Linked DNA regions of Sus scrofa: region 2 is linked to region 1. Evidence: chromatin contacts called from public Hi-C data. All regions are on one chromosome and are shown on one strand. The core of a region is the stretch at or near the end of the contact, and the rest is flanking DNA. Distances in the headings are between cores, read along the strand shown.

Region 1 (5,228 bases), core at 1,281-3,780:
CAACTAGTATCCATGAGGATGCAGGTTTGATCCCTGGCCTTGCTCAGTGGGTTAAGGACCTGGCATTGCTACAAGCTGCAGTGTAGGTCACAGATGTGGCTCAGATCCCAAGTTGGAGCAGCTGTGGCATAGGGTGACAGCTACAGCTCTGATTAGACCCCTAGCCTGGAAACTTACACATGCTGCAGGTGTGGCCCTAAAAAGAAAATAAAAATCATGAAAATTCCTGCCCCTCACTCTACCCAAACTGGCCAATTTCCTCTAAAAGCTTCCAAACTTCTTCTTTTTCGTTTTTAATTCTTTTTTGGCCGAATCGGGACACAGGAATTCCTGGGCCAGGGATCAGATCAAGCCAAAGCTATGATCTACATTGCAGCTGTGGCGATGCTGGATCCCTAAACCACTGTGTTGGGTTGGAGACTGAACCTGGGTCCCAGTGTTCCAGAGACACCACTGATCCAGCAGGAACTCTTCTTCCAAACTTCTTTCGAACTAACACCCAGATCCCCTGCTCCTGACTTCACTCCCCATTCCCCAAAATTCCAGCCCCGCCCCCAGGAGGCCAAATCATCTCTGGCCCCTGGCTCTTAGCTTGCCCCTGTCCCTGCAGACACTGCGGAGGGTACGAACCCCACCATGTGTGGAGTCTTCCAGAGGATCCTGGCCCAGCAGGGCTGGCCAGGGCTGTACCGAGGCATGACCCCCACATTGCTGAAGGTGTTGCCAGCAGGTGGTATCAGCTACGTGGTATATGAAGCCATGAAGAAGACCCTGGATGTGTAAGCAGTGAGCTAGGCAACATGCCCTGGGCAGAAATGGACAGGAGGATCCAGTGTCCCCTGGCTCCAAAGAGTCCTTCCTCCAGGCTTGGGACTCAGGGCATTTTTTGTCAGAAGTAGGCTCGGGGCCTGGGTCAGAAGATTCCTGGGGCCTCCTCCCCAGGGTGCAGCCTGGGACTAATCTGGAGTCCACTTTGTCTGGTTGTTACTTGTTCTGCTTCCAAGGCAAAAGGGTGAATGTAGAGACAACCAGGAATAAAGAGATGGTTTCTGCTGTTCGTGTCTGGGATACCTGGGTCCAGGAGGGCAGCTGGGGACCTGGATACCTGGCTCCATGGTGTAACCTGCGGACCTGGAATACCCTGAGTCTAAGAGGAAGCTGGGTGCTTCCAATATCTGGGCCCAAGAGAGGAGCTGGACATATGGGACCCCTGGGATTTGGAGGAGGGGCAGGTATTATGGGCCCCTCCGTTCTGAATGGGAACTGAAGCCCCGACGATGCCTTGGGTCCAGGAGAGAAACTGAGGGGCCTGGGATCAGAGCCTGGAGTTCATATCCAAGGACCTTATGTGAAGCGACTGTGGAGTATGGAGTTAGAATCTAGGATCCCTGGGTCCTGGGAGGGAACCAAAGGCCCTCGACCCTTGAGTTCAGGAGGGGAGCTGGTTCCGAGTCCTGAAAGAGAAGTGGAAGCTCTAAGATCCCCGGGTGGAGAGAGGAGAAGGAGGTAGGTACAGAGCATCAACGGATTTCCTCTTGCTCTCGGGCCACCCCACCCCCTGAGGCACCCGTCACCGAGGCCTCAAGCAGGCCACGTGCCTGGCCTCCCCAGCTAGGCTCCTAGGGCGCTAACCCAGACGACAGGCCTGAATTCCGCCAGCCGATCGCCAGTGCCCACGTTGGCTGCCATTCACTTCGGCTCTGGCTAATCCCCTCCCGCCGCTTGGTGGCCAGCTCCGCCCCAATGCAGCTGCGCTTCCACTGGCTCCCACCAAAACCAGGCACCTTTATTTCCTTCATTACCGTTTGTCCCGAACAGAGTCAGTCACCTTACACCCGCCCCCGGCGCTCAGCGATTGGCTTAGAAGACACGACTAGAAAAGGATTCTGGTTAACAGGGAAAGTAATCCTCCCTAAATGCAAGCCCATCACACAGAACCCGTCAGAGACTGGGTTAGGATGACTGCCAATCTCTACAAGAACCGCCTTTCCTGTGTACTTATTGGCTTGCGTACCTGACTATCTCACCCGGCTCCTGCCCAGCCCGTTCAAAAGAACCCTTTCGCCAGGCCCCTCCTTCCTGTCCACTTGACTCTTCGGAGCCGTCAATCCGGTTCTGAAGCCGCCCCGCGATTCTGGAACTCCCGCTTCATTGGGCCTCCAGCCTTCTCGGATCGCTTCGATTTGCCCGCCCAGTGCCGGCAACCCGCAGCCCATTGCCTCCGAGAGCTGTCGATCTCGCGGCGCCTCCCGCCCACTGCCTCTCGCGGAACTCCGATTGGCCGCTAGCCTCCAGAGCCTGCGATTGGGGTCCTGGGAGCGGCGGCCACCTCCCATTGGCCCTGCGGCACCGTCCATCAAGCCGGCGTCGGGAGGGGCGTCCCTCTCCCTCCTCGTCGTCTTCCCAGCCGCTGGGTTCCCAGAGTGCTCCGCGGCCGTGTGGAGCGAGGCCTTGTTCCCGCGTTGAGCCGCCGCTGCCGCCGCCTCCTCCTCAGCTTCAGCCTCCGCGCCAGGCCCGGCCCCGCCGCGCCATGTCGGACTACAGCACGGGAGGACCCCCGCCCGGGCCGCCGCCACCTGCCGGCGGGGGCGGGGGATCCGGAGGAGCCGGGGGCGCCGGGGGAGGCCCTCCGCCGGGCCCGCCGGGCGCGGGGGACCGGGGTGGCGGCGGCCCTGGAGGCGGCGGCCCGGGCGGGGGGTCGGCCGGGGGCCCCTCGCAGCCGCCTGGCGGGGGCGGCCCGGGGATCCGCAAGGACGCCTTCGCCGACGCGGTGCAGCGGGCCCGCCAGGTGAGGAGGCCGCGGGCCTGAGGGGCGCGCGCGCGGGCGGGCGGGGGAGGGGGCGGGGTCACGTGCGCGCGCGCGCGGGGTCGCGAGGCGAGGGGGGGGCCGGGGCCGCCGCGAGGTCACGTGGGGCGGTAGGTGGGGGCCTGGGCCTCCCCCGACGTCTGGAGTGCCCCCCCCTCAGGTTGACCCCCTGCAGGAGGAAGGGTCGTCCGGGGGGTCACCCAGAGCGGCCCCTGGGTGTGCAGGGGCTCGGGAGCGCGGGGACTCACTTAGTGGACTTCCCCCCACCACCCCAAGCTCCACTTCTGGAAGCAAGGGTCCGTCTTCCCAGGGAGAAGATCTAACTCTGCCCCCATCTCCCTTGAGGGCAAAGAGCCCTGCCTGCTCCCCGAGAAGGAGGGACTTTGGTGGGGGAAAAGTCTTTCCTTTTGAGCCCAGAAAGTGGAAGGAGGACCCTTTGGCTACCAAAGAGTGGCCAAGCACTTAGATGAAATGGGGAGGGTGGGCATAGGAGCTGGTCTTTTTGATGCTTCTGGTGGCTCGAAAGCTTGGTTTGTCTTGGGGAAAGAGGGGAAGGGTCCCACCACTGTGTTTAGGGGCATGATGACTACACAGGGGGGTCACATGCTTGTCGGACTGACCTCCCTGGCCCCATTCTCGGCCTCCCCACAGTCTGAGGGGAGGAGGCCCATAGAAAGGCAGCACTTTGCCGCCCTTTCAGGAAGCAGACCTGGCTCAGGCCATTGAGTGCTTTCTCACTCAGGGTTCGTCCCACTGCCTCCAGGACAGGGTGGGAGGTCCCGTTAGGTGAACGCCCTGTTCCCCTCCCAGTGTGGTCTGTGTCTTTCACCTCTGAAGTGGAATAGTGCAATTGATCTGGTTGCCCACCCCATTACTGTCTTGATTGAGAAGCAGCTATAACTTGGGGAGTTGGTGCTGTCTGTTGGAGTGGGATAAGGCCACATCTGGGCATCCCAAGAGCTTTGGCTCAAATTGTTTTTTTAAAAAAATGAAGAGGTGAAAAGATAGATCCTCAGTTTATGGTTTGTGTTTTTTTGGAACATTTGTAATAATCCCACCAGCAGACTCTGGTTTTAAATTTGTTGGGATTTATTTGAAGTTGCTGTTTGTGTGTTTAAAATGTAACATGTGTTCCAAAAGGCCTTTTATTTTGGTCAAATGAAGGTTTCAGATGACTTGAACCAAAACCCTCCCTAAAATTTGTTCAACAAATGCAAAGATTTTAAGGGTGATGAAGATGAAGGAGAACCGTGCTCTTCAGCATCCCAGAGGAGTGAGCACTTAGGGAAGGAAGTTTCTGAAAGTTCCCTCTCTTAGGAGGTGATCTGAGGACCTTCCCTGGCACCTGAACTTCTGTTCCTTTCACCCCTAGAACAAGTCAGTGGGGATTACAGTCTGGCACAAACGATTTAGGCATAAGTACCATAGAGAAGGGAAGTTTTTAAATTCCCAAATAACTCTTAAACTCTAAGACCTTAGATGAAAATTCTAGAAGGTTTTAACCAACAGGCTGTTTCCTAAATCTGGGGAAAGCCACTCCCAGGCTAGATAGCAAGACCCATTGGGTTCTTAGGACTCAGAGAGGGGAGAGTGAGAGGATGATCTGCAGCATGGAGGGTAGTCTTAGGTGGTGATTCTTCTCTGCTTACAACTTTATTTCTAGATCGCAGCCAAAATTGGAGGCGATGCTGCTACAACAGTGAATAACAGCACTCCTGATTTTGGTTTTGGGGGCCAAAAGAGGCAGTTAGAAGATGGAGGTAACTACCTGCTGGGGGGGGCAGAGAGCGAAGTGCCTTTGTTTGAATGTGGTTGGGGGCTTGGGGGGGGGGGCTGCTGCTATTAAAACCTCCCTGGTCCCAGCTTTGTTCATTCTTTTTGTTTGGGCTGCCATCCTGAGGTATCAGGTGGCTGAGAGGAGGGCAGATTGACTTGACCAGGTCTAAATTGTAAGTTCTTGAGATTGTTTCTCCCTGCCTGTTAAGTAAGCCAGGGAAGTGCAGGTGGTTTTGTTGAGGCCCCATGTTAATATGGTTTTATTGGCCCTGGGGCATGCAACATTATTCATAGCAGCCAAAATTATCAACTCAGTGATCTGCCTGACTTCCCCAGGGCAGATTTGGTCCTTAGCTGGAAGGGCTCAGGGACCACCATCATTTTCCCGCTAGGTGCTAGTAGTGGGATTGAGGAAGTCTGGGGTTGATCTCTTCTACTCTGCTGTCTTGGCTTTGGGGTTGAGGGGACGGGACAAGGCGGGTGGCGGGAGGATTGTTTGCCAGGACATGTGGGACCAGCATCAGATTTGAGGCAGCTGTGGGTGGGTAGGTGGGTGCTGCATCTGACATCCTCTTTTCTTTTCACAGACCAACCAGAAAGCAAGAAATTGGCTTCCCAAGGAGACTGTAAGTCCATTGGGTGGCAC
Region 2 (4,617 bases), core at 265-2,764, 47 kb after region 1:
GGTGGGTGTCTCAGGAGTTACTGGTAGGGTGGGGGCTCCTTGGGTGCCGGTACCTAAGAATGTAGAGGGAGCCTGGCTCCAGCAGGAGTTCCAGCCACTCCCCTGGCTCCTGAGTGTGCACCAGCCGCATGACACTGGGAGACAGCAGGGACAGGCCGGCAATGGTGGATCCGCAGAACTGGAAGAGGGAACATGGAGGGTAAGTCAATCTTTGGCTTGGCCGGCTCACGCCCAGCTGGGAGCTCTAAGGCACGGGTCTCTGCCCACCTTGATGCTGTCTACGTGTGGCTTGATGTAGCCCCGAGGTTCCAGGTCCAGCACGTGCACTGAGGAGAGCAGGCTCTGGCCAGGGCCAAAAGCGGCCGCCTGCACACGCTGCAGGATGACCCTGCTTGCCTCTGACCAGCGTGACTTCTCAGTCTCTCGGAAGCCATGGATGGCCTGCCCAGAGAGCTAAAGTCAAGGCTGGAAGCTTCCAGGGAGAACAGGGAAACTGAAGTATGGGTTTGGGGCTGGGGGTGGGAAGGAAAAAGCTGGTGGAAGTACAAAGCAAAGGGCTGGTTTTCCCAGCAGAACACTTGACCCCACCCTCAATTCACAACCTTGACCCTATCAACCTGATGATCCTGGGTCTCAAAACCCAACCCCTGCCCCATCTAGCTGGCCTCAGTCCTTTCTATCCACCCTGAGGCTTCAATTCAGTCCCAGATCCCGGCCCCATTGCTGGCCAGTCCCCGATATTCACAGTTTGATCCTACCCAACACCAGTTCCCTGGTCTTCAACCCCAGCCCCTGACTTTCCATCATCTCGCTCCACACCCGTCCCCGTCCCTAACTTTGGTTCTGTCCTCCAAACACCCCCTAGTTCCAGGTTCTGCCTTTAGTTCTGGCCCTTGCTGTCATTTTCCAAAACTGTTTAGGTGCCCCTAAACCCCTCCAAGCTTCAAGACTCCGCCCCCCACCCCAGGTCCCGCCCACAACAGTAGCCCTGAACATCCAGCGCTCCACTCTTCCCACCCATAACGCCCCAGGCTCCGCCCCTCCGTAGCTCCGCAGTCCGGCCCCCCAGCGCCGCCAGCCTCACCGCGTCCCAGTGGTCGTATTCGTATCGGCGACGGCGTAGCTCAGGTTCCAACTCGCGGCTCAGTGTCTCCTCTTCGGCCGCGCTCAGGAAGCCGGGCCGCACCACAGCGGCGTCCCGCAGGCGGCTAAGGAGAGCCGGACCCGAGCCCCTCACCCAACCGTGTCCAGACAGCGTTCGCAGCGCCAGCTGCCCGCCCCCTGCCATAGTTCCGTAGCCGGATCTTGGAAGCGGCGGGGGGTCAGGGCCACGCCCTAGCCCCAGAACCATTGGCTGTGGCTGCTTGGAGTCCCTCCAGTGATTGGTTTCCCTTAGAGTCCCGCCTCTCGCTCAAGGCTACTGGTTATTACTCGGCTGGGCGTCCCAAACTGTTGGCTCTCCCCAGAACCCGTCTCCTCTCCTGCCCTATTGGACGCCATCGACCGCTGTAACTCAGACTACTGGCTGTCCGTCCTTCAGGGGGCGGAGGCGGGGAGGGGGAAAGGGGCAAAGGCGAGATCTGGCTTGGGGTCAGAGGTCAGGGGTCATAGAAGGATTGGGCCGAGGCTATGAAGTCGGCCAGGTCTGGAGGATGCGGGTAGAGTACAGTCGGGCTGAGATGTAGGGGTCAGGGGAATGACCTCCAGCCTATGATTATGGGCTGGGGCCAGATTTGTGGAGTTAGGGGTTTCAGCCAAAAGTCAAAACGAAGCACGTCCCGTTACCCCCTCTCTACTGGGTCATTCCCACCCGCATACGGGCTGGCTCCCATCTTAAAAGCAGGATATAAACAAAAAATCCCCTTCCTTCAGTGACAGAATTGGCATGACACCATTTTGCAGCCCTATTGGACTATTGGTGGATATAGACAGAGACCAAACAGCTCCTAACATCTTGAAAAGAGGGGAACTGGATTTAATGTGCCTCCTGCTGGCAGATCACTTGCCAAAAAGCAGAACCTGAATCCCATCACACTTGTCTAGATTCATACACTGGAAATATCAAGGACAGGACCCAATCAACAAAAACCAGAAAGTGGGAAAGTCCACAGGACAAAGGACCCTGCTTCTCCAACAAGTGAATTTCAAGGAAAGAGAAGAAAAATAGGGAGAGATTGAGAAATTAACGGGAAACCTGCAGTTACAGGACACTTAGAGATCTATCCACCAGTGGTGATGTATGGACCTTAGTTTGATTCTGATTGGAACAAACTAAAAAATAGACAACGGGGGAAATTTGGACATTGGCTGAATATTCACCCGTGGTAAGTATTTTTCCTTTTTTAGGCTTGAAAATGGTATTGTGGTTGTCATTTTAAAAATTCCTTTTATTTACTTATTTGCAATTAACTTTTTTTGAATGAAAGATTCTTTATTGTTTGTTTGCTTATTTATTTATTTATCTTTTTAGCGGGGGCACCCGCGGCATATGGAGGTTCCCAGACTAGGGGTTGAATTCGAGCTGTAGCTGCTGGCCTACACCACAAGCACAGCCACAGCAACGTGGGGTCTGAGCTGTATCTTCGACTTACACCACAGCTCATCAATGTCGATCCTTAACCCACTGTGCAAGGTCAGAGATTGAACCTTTGTCCTCATGGATGCTACTCAGATTCCACTGAGCCATGACTGGGAACTCCTGAAAGATTCTTTAAATTCTGTAGTGCTTTACAATTTCCAAATTTTCACACACACACACATGATTTTACATAATCCCATAATAACCCCCTTTTCTCCCTCCCCTGTCTTGCCCCACCCCCCTCCTCCTCCCCACTGGTAACCACTAGTTTGTTCTCTTTAAGTCAGTTTCTTTTTTGTTTTATTCTCTAGTTTGTTGTATATTTTAGATTCCACATGGAAGTGATATCATACAGTATTTGTCTCTCTGACTTAATTCACTTTGCATAATGCCCTCCAAGTCCATCAATGTTGCTGAAAATGACAAAATTTCATTCTTTTTAGCGGCTAAGTAGTATTCCATTATATATACACCACGTCTTTATGTATTTGTCTGTTGATGGACACTGGAAACTTAGACTGCTTCCATATCTCGGCTGTTGTAAATAATGCTACTGTGAATATAGGGGTGCATGTATCTTTTCTAATTAGTGTTTTTGTTGTGGGTATATACCCAGGAGTGGAATTGCTGGGTCATGTGGTAGTTGTGGTAGTTCTGTTTTCAGTTTTTTGAGAAATAAATATTCCTTATCCTTCAGAAATACATACTGAAATAGATGAAATGAAAAGCTGGGATTTGCTTCAAAGCAATCCAGGGCTGGGGGCCGGAGGGGATCGAAGAATCACAATCAGCCTTGAGCTGGTCATTGTTGACTTGGTGCAATGGGTACTTGAGACTCATTATCCTAGTTTCTCTGCTTTTGTGTGTATTTTAAGTTGTGTGGAATGCAAAGTTCAGCCAAATGTAACCAATGAATGAAGCCAAATTAAAAAGTCCTCTGAATTTAAAAAAAACAAAACATTGACCTCAGTACTCTTCAAAGACAGACCCATGTTTTCTGCTCTCCTCGACAGCAAAATTCCTCGAAAGATTTGTCCAGCTCCGATATTTTCCCACCCCGTCTCTCTGGGTCCACTCCAATCTGGCTTCTGGCCCCTGCAGCACTGAATTGATATTTAGCGCCACTAGTGATCACTGTGCCAAATGCCAGAGCCTCCTGCATTTTTATTCCCAACCCTGACCCCAGACTTACCCATCCCCTGGGATGTCTGAGGCTCATCAGACATCAACCCCTGCTCTTGGCCCATCCTGCCTCTCCTTCTAGCTCTCCTGGTTTCATCAGGGAAAAATATCTCATCTTTCTAGCTGCCTTGGGCCTTGTAGTTTTTGGAGATTACTTTCTCTCTCAAATCTCATACTATGCCTGTCAGCCCTGCCTTTAAAACCTGGCCGGGAGTTCCCTTCGTGGCTCAGTGGTAGCGAATCCAACTAGTATCCACGAGAATGTGGGTTCGATCCCAGCTTCACTCAGTGGATTAAAGATCTGGCGTTGCTATGAACTATGGTTTATGTCTCAAACAAGGTTCAGATCTGGCATGGCTGTGGCTGTGGCGTAGGCCAGCAGCTATAGTGCCAATGGAACCTCTAGCTTGGGAACTTCCATTATGCTACAGGTTCAGCCCTAAAAAGAAAAGAAAACCTGGCTGGAATCTGACCTGTCTCACCGCATAGCTGGGGCCACCAGCCTTCCTCTGGATTATTCCAGATCTTCTGGCTGGTCTCCAGGTTTCTGCGCTTGCTGTACTCCACCCACAATTCTGTGCATCCTCTTTTGTTCTTCTTAAATCCCCGTGGGGCATCTCCCTCCTTGCTAAGACCTACCAGGCCTTTTTTGATCTGTGCTTCTCCCCTTCCTGCTCGCATCTCCTCCACTCTCCCCCTCACTCACTCCACCTGCATGCCAGCCACAGTACTGTCCCAGGGACTTTGCATGTGCTATGCCCTCTGCCTGGACTGCTGGATCCCAAGACAGCAAGCTATCCCCCCCCAACACCCCACCCCACATCCTTAGGGTCTTTGCTTAAATGTCACTTTATCAG

The links. A called contact is a pair of places that touch in the nucleus more often than the background predicts.
Region 2: a Hi-C map of skeletal muscle shows a contact between it and region 1, with 3 times the contacts expected there. The contact joins the promoter of ALKBH7 here to the promoter of KHSRP in region 1. A contact is called at or near these places in 7 of 47 Hi-C or Micro-C datasets (brain, epiblast stem cells, heart right ventricle and 2 more) and 1 of 2 datasets of contacts at active chromatin or transcription factors (alveolar macrophages).

What each region holds. Positions count from the first base shown.
Region 1 is chr2:72,654,421-72,659,648 of Sscrofa11.1, forward strand. KHSRP (far upstream element-binding protein 2) reads left to right here and starts at 2,531. Exons shown (of 20, transcript XM_021083987.1): 1 at 2,531-2,788; 2 at 4,470-4,566; 3 at 5,170-5,208. The coding sequence starts at 2,531. SLC25A41 (solute carrier family 25 member 41) reads left to right here. Exons shown (of 7, transcript XM_021083988.1): 7 at 611-820. The coding sequence ends at 783.
Region 2 is chr2:72,702,410-72,707,026 of Sscrofa11.1, forward strand. It overlaps ALKBH7 (alpha-ketoglutarate-dependent dioxygenase alkB homolog 7, mitochondrial), which reads right to left and starts at 1,515. Exons shown (of 3, transcript XM_013994719.2): 1 at 1,085-1,515; 2 at 54-178. The coding sequence starts at 1,351. ACER1 (alkaline ceramidase 1) reads left to right here and starts at 2,194. Exons shown (of 7, transcript XM_021083989.1): 1 at 2,194-2,324.